2 separate regions of the Oryzias latipes genome follow, and region 2 is linked to region 1. A link is a contact called in public Hi-C data. All regions are on one chromosome and are shown on one strand. Each heading gives the region's core, a stretch centred on a gene start, on an enhancer-like site or on the middle of the called end of the contact. The rest is flanking DNA. Distances are from core to core; before and after follow the strand shown.

Region 1 (2,874 bases), core at 107-2,606:
CAACGTTTCGTCCACGGTGGTGCTCGGTGCCAGATGGTTGGCTCTGTCCCCAGCGTAAAGGCTCATGGCTTGCATGTTACAATGATATGTGGCGTTGGAGGTAGTGGAGATGGAGCTTTGGTTACAGGGTGAGCTATAGACAGACGTTTGACTGGGAGAATAGTTTAGGGACAAAGACGGGGTGATACCTGTCCTGCTGGAGGCGCTGAGGCTGGAGCTGAGCTCCGACGCGCCCTGAGGAGATCCGCGCAGAGAGGTCATGATGTTGTCCACGCTAAAGCCCTGCGTCGAGGCCTGCCCGTGGTGCTGCTCGGAGCTGTCCATTACGATAGAGCGGCTGGAGGGGATGCTGTGCGGGCTCCCGCTGGACATGCTGCTGCTGCTGTCTGGACTCTCGATTTTGGGAACGGTGTTTAGTGAGGGGGAGTTGGCCTGTGGCGGTGTGACTGTCCCGTTCTCGGTCTTTATATCCTGGATCCGGACGGGCTGAGAGCCCTGCACCGGCTGCTCCTGCTCCCGGCCCTGATGCCGCGGCGGCAGCTCCTTCTGCAGCCGCTCCTCCTTCTCCTTTAGCGCGTCCTTCTTCTTGAACCGCCGCCTCCGGCGCAGGAAGCTCCCGTTCTCGAACATGTTGTAGGAGTCCGGGTCCAAGGTCCAGTAGCTGCCTTTCCCGGGCTTCTTGTCATCGCGGGGCACCTTGACAAAACACTCATTGAGGGAGAGGTTGTGTCTGATGCTGTTCTGCCAGCCCTGCTTGTTGTCCCGGTAGAAGGGAAACCTCTCCATGATGAACTGATAAATCCCATTCAGGGTCACCTTCTTGTCAGGCGAATTCTGGATAGCCATGGTGATGAGCGCGATGTAACTGTATGGGGGTTTCACCATATCCTTGGGTTGAGGCTGGGGGGTGTACGGTCCATACGCCCGGGCCATGCTGGCGGGGTACTGGTCGTGCGCCGCGTGAGAGTACATGTTCATGGGTGCTGGCATACCCGTGTACCCCCCACCGGCTGCAGCCCGGTAGTAGCTGGGGTCGCTGCTGATGTACGGCACGACGCCCAGAGAGTTCGGACTGGAGACGGAGTATCGAGCCTGCATGACTTCACGCTCAGAGGAAAGCTCCAAAATACGCCGAGAGCGCGCGCCACGCGTGTCCCTCTTTTGAAGACGGTGAAATCACAGCTCCCCGCAGCACGTCACGCAGAGAAGAAAAAGAGGGGAACGTTTTGAGCACGGAGAAGTTTGCTCCGTCTAAGCCGTCCCCATCCTCGAGACCATGTGAGACGCACATTGATTGAAAAAGTTCTAAACTTTGGACATCCGTCAGCGCGCAGCACTTCTGCGCAGTTAAATTCTTTCCTTCTTTTTTTGCTGTTGGGACGGGGATGCCCCGCCCACTAAAGTGCACAGGTCGTCCAATGGGAAGTCGGGCCGACTGACACTTTTGGAAGTACGTTTGATGAGGTGCTGGAACTCCCAACCCACTCCTTCCAAAAAGCCGCAGACAGGACGGAGCAGGTTGAGGACAATGATCACGATCGCATCATTCAATCAGTGGATTGATTGGACGATTGGTAATAAATAAATAAATAAATAAATAAATAAATAAATAAATAAATAAATAAATGTGGCCTTAATCAATTGCTTGAGAGATTAAAAGATTCCAACCCCACGGGGGTAAAAGCCAGCCTTTGGTGCATTTGCACATCTTCTGATGGGCAGTTTCAAGTCAACACCACAACCAGCAGCCCCGGGTGAGATCAAAGCAGGAACAGACCTCTTCTTCCCTCGCAGCGGGCGTCTGAGCGCGATCACATTACTGCGGGAATTAAAAGACAATTTGTGCTGAGCGCGCGAGCCTCCATCCGCGCGCGGGCGAGCGAGCGAGGAAACAAATAGCCCTGACTTCGACACCCCCAAGCGCGCTGGCGTCAAATATTTCAGAAGCTTCCATAGGGCCAAAAGAGAAAGTTCATACGTTTCTTTCTTTTTACTCAAATTTAGTTAATTATCTTCAACAGAGTTAATATGTATATATATACATTTATTTTATTTTACAGTTTACACTTTTGAGCAAGTTTCTGGGCCGTTTATCATCTCTAAAATCTGCATGAAGAAATAAAAGGCCGTAGCTGCCTTACAAAGAATTTAAGGCCTTATTTTTTAACCAAAAAAGAAAAAGTCGAGTCTCGATATCTGCGTTCTCCCGTCGGCCCTAGCGACGACGCATGAAATTGTTAATGACCATTGTGAGGCAAAGTTACAGTTCCAATCCTCCGCAGGGCGTCTTAATTAAATGTCCGTGCGGAGGCCCGCAGCGCTGCGCCGGTTTCTCCTTACATGGACCTGGGCATGAACTTTTTCCACCGCCCTTTGGCTGTTTACATAATTCAAGCCGGGCCTTTTACTAATACCACAGTCTGCCCACCCAGTCCTCCTCAGCTTTTCATTATTTAAAGCATTCTCGACTGAGGCTCACTGGAAGGCTTAGTCGAGCGTCAAAATAATACACAAAAGAAAAATGTGCAATATGGATGCTGGCTGTAACCATCTAAGGAAAACCCTCATTTCTGCTATCATTTATTTAGAGTTCACTCCTTTATTAATAGAAATCAAGTCATTTTAACTGTAGCCTATAACTAAATTCCGACTCTGTTAAATTGTAATTGTTTCTTCTAAAAACAAAGTCCTAAACAACTAAATGTATTATATATTATTCAGGTCTGTAAATACTACGCCAGATGGTTCAACCAAATAACTATTCAATGACTTGGTTAATGAAAGAGGTACATTTAAAGTTAAGAAGAAATAAAAATTAAAATTAAAGTCCTGTTTAGATCCATATCGTTGCTGCCCTGAGTCTGAAAGGGAGTA
Region 2 (2,807 bases), core at 276-2,775, 120 kb before region 1:
AGATTAGAGGCAATTACACTAGGAGTGCGTTTTAAGACCTTTGTTTGCCAACATGACAGGAGGGAGCAGGGCTGTAATTTGATGAGGGGGCTGTGTGAGTGAGAAACTCTGCATGGCAGCCTCCCGGCGGACGAGGCTAAGAGAAGCCTTTGTCCACTCTGCAGACATGGCAGTCGGCATAAGTTAATACATTTAGATAAATACAAATGAATATGACATTTGTTAATAAATTGTGCAGCCAAGTACTTCAGTGAGATTAAAGAGACTTCCCTGCGTCCTACTGAAAACTTTCATCTTGGCCTTTTGTTCCAGATGATACTTCAAAAGCTGCTGTCCATTGTTCCACCATTTATATTAATCTAAGTGCCACAGTCGTGCAGGTTCATTGAAATGTCACAAATACTGTAAACATATGATTCACCCTGAACCTGCGGTCAACACAAAAGCAGCACGCCGGGTTTTTCAAGACGTGACATCTCTTCCATTCCGGCTCAGAGCATTGTTCGAGCGCACCGAGAGTTTCAGGACAGGAAGCCGGCAGCTTGTTCCAGACGGAGCAGCAGAATGGAACACGTCTTTATTTGAGGGAAGTCATTCCGTTGATATATAAAACACCAAAGCAAAGTTTCCTTCCCCTTTACTTTCCTGATGCTATCCTCTTCAAAAGGACACAATCCTTTTTACTGGGCTCACATGCACACACGGGACAAGAAGAAAAACAAACAGAAGCCGTTTAAATATCAACCAACCTGACTTCTGTTTGAGTGAAGAGGCTACTGCGCGGCTCTGGACACGGCTTGGTAAGCTGCTGTAAAGCTTAAACTGAGAAAATATCCTGAGAATAAAATGTAATTTTATTTTGCATTACAAACTCCACAGGAATGACTTTTTAACCTCAAGAAAGAACCAAACAACATTAAAGAGAGCAAAAAGGAGACTGCCCCCCCTTTTTTTCTGAGTTTAAAACAAGTTCAAGCTGATTTAACTAAATGTATATGTAAATGTAAAGTTGGAATGAAAATAAATTGTAGGAGCCACTTGTACAGTTTTTTTTTTAATCAGAAGAAGCCTTTAGCAGTTAGGCTCAACAGACAATTTCCTGCTTGCAACACTGAAAGTGACCACAGAAAACACAGAAACAAAAAAAGGGGGTGAAATGTTTGTGAAGGGTCTTTATCAATATTCACATCTTTTTTTGTTTAAAGCATTCAGTAGTTTACAAAAGTGGGAGGTTCAGTGTTTTTAGCCTAATTTTGTTTCATGTGTTTTAATATGAGAAAAACAGCAATTTTTCTAAAAAGATCAATGATTTTACAAAGTGATCAGTAACCAATTCCACCTAAACAAGCCCACTTTTCACAGTTTGATATTTCTCTGTCTTTTGGCCAGATTTTCCCATAAGGGTGTGGGAGGAGAGGAAGAGGACCACCTATTAAAGTGAAACTTTAGGAGTGATGGATGGGAGCTTGTTGAGGGGGAGCAGAGGGGCTTGCTCACACCCCAGGGGAGGAGGATGATGAACAGGGAGGGGAGGGGAGGTGGAAGGGAGAGTTCAACTCACACCTCTCGCTGAGGGGATGGAGACCTCCCATGCTGTGTGACTTAAACATTACATTGACTTCATCCCCAATTTCAACTTTAGCCTTTTTTCCCTAAAATTCTCTGCTTTCATCTTAGATTTTTATGGTTGAAAAGTATGCCCCTCCGGGGAATTTTAAATTGGTATTAATGACTTTCATTTACGTTAGTAAGTTCTAGTGCAGGGCGGCAGTTGTTGGTTATGTTTGTTTTTTTCTATTTTGTACATAGCTAATCTAAAAAACAAATAAGAAACCACTTGTCCCTCAGATAAACTCTGTATTTGTCAAAATTAGTGGCGCATGAAGTTTTTTAAGTTGCATTGTAAGATTTTTTAAGAAGCGGTCCAATACAATCTGCAGAAATATTTATACACCAGACTCATGCGCAAAATCTTGGCTTATATAACCACTGTGGTGGGTAGTTATATGTGATAAATAATTATATATATCATAACGTGATAAATAAATATACTAATCATTTAAATATATATATATATAGATCTATATATTTATTTATGCATTACCATGTCTGTATCAACAGTAGGGGTAGGCTCCAGCAGCCTGTGATCCTGAAAGGGGTTAAGCAGGTTTGGAAAATGGATGTTTAAAAAATACGTAAATAAAAATGTGTTTCTTTGTAAATAATATTATCTCTTATTAAGATATTAGTGTCTGTAAGTGTCTTAGTAAGCAACTAAGAAGATTCATTAATAAAATGATTCATAGTACATTTATTTATAACATTTTGTCATCCATATAAATATCCACCATGGTGATAATACAAGCCAAGATTTTTTGCATGAGTCAGGTGTATAAATAATTCTATGTCCCATAACTAATATGTCAGTATTACTTTTTTATTTTATTTTAATTTAACATAAAATTGGAAGGCAAATTGCCATGTTTACAGCTTTTTTTGACTGTGCTGCTCACAAAAAAGTAAATAAATAAAAGTCACATGATGTTCCATTTGTGTATAGAGAAGCCTTTGCGGTTTAATGCCTGATGTGGAGAAATTGTTGCAGCAGTAGTTTACCTTTAACTGTCAGGAAATGACCCATAATCTGCAAGTGTTTGACTGCTGCAGCATTCCTGTGAAATGAGACAAGTTGAGGTAGATTAGGGGTTGGGCAATTAGCTCATTAGTTAACATAAACACATGGCAGGGCTCCCCCATTTCTACACACTGTGCCACCCCCATACTGCCCACAGCTGGTGGTCAAAATT

What was found. Hi-C and Micro-C count contacts between places; a contact is called where the count stands out from the background.
Region 2: a Hi-C map of gastrula embryo shows a contact between it and region 1, with 2.2 times the contacts expected there. The contact joins the enhancer-like site here to the promoter of LOC111949083 in region 1. A contact is called at or near these places in 5 of 5 Hi-C or Micro-C datasets (embryo, fibroblasts and gastrula embryo).

Annotation. Positions count from the first base shown.
Region 1 is chr17:26,537,841-26,540,714 of ASM223467v1, reverse strand. It overlaps LOC111949083 (forkhead box C1-A), which reads right to left and starts at 1,356. Exons shown (of 1, transcript XM_023965372.1): 1 at 1-1,356. The coding sequence starts at 1,098.
Region 2 is chr17:26,656,144-26,658,950 of ASM223467v1, reverse strand. LOC110016908 (a long non-coding RNA gene) reads left to right here. Exons shown (of 4, transcript XR_002292216.2): 3 at 313-800; 4 at 880-2,807. Among protein-coding and RNA genes, the nearest start is that of LOC110016908, 7.1 kb to the left of the region's middle. Within about 2 kb of position 1,525, at least 3 of the 8 cell types and tissues checked have an H3K27ac peak or open chromatin away from gene starts, as enhancers often do. A contact at or near this core is called in gastrula embryo, where this site is marked.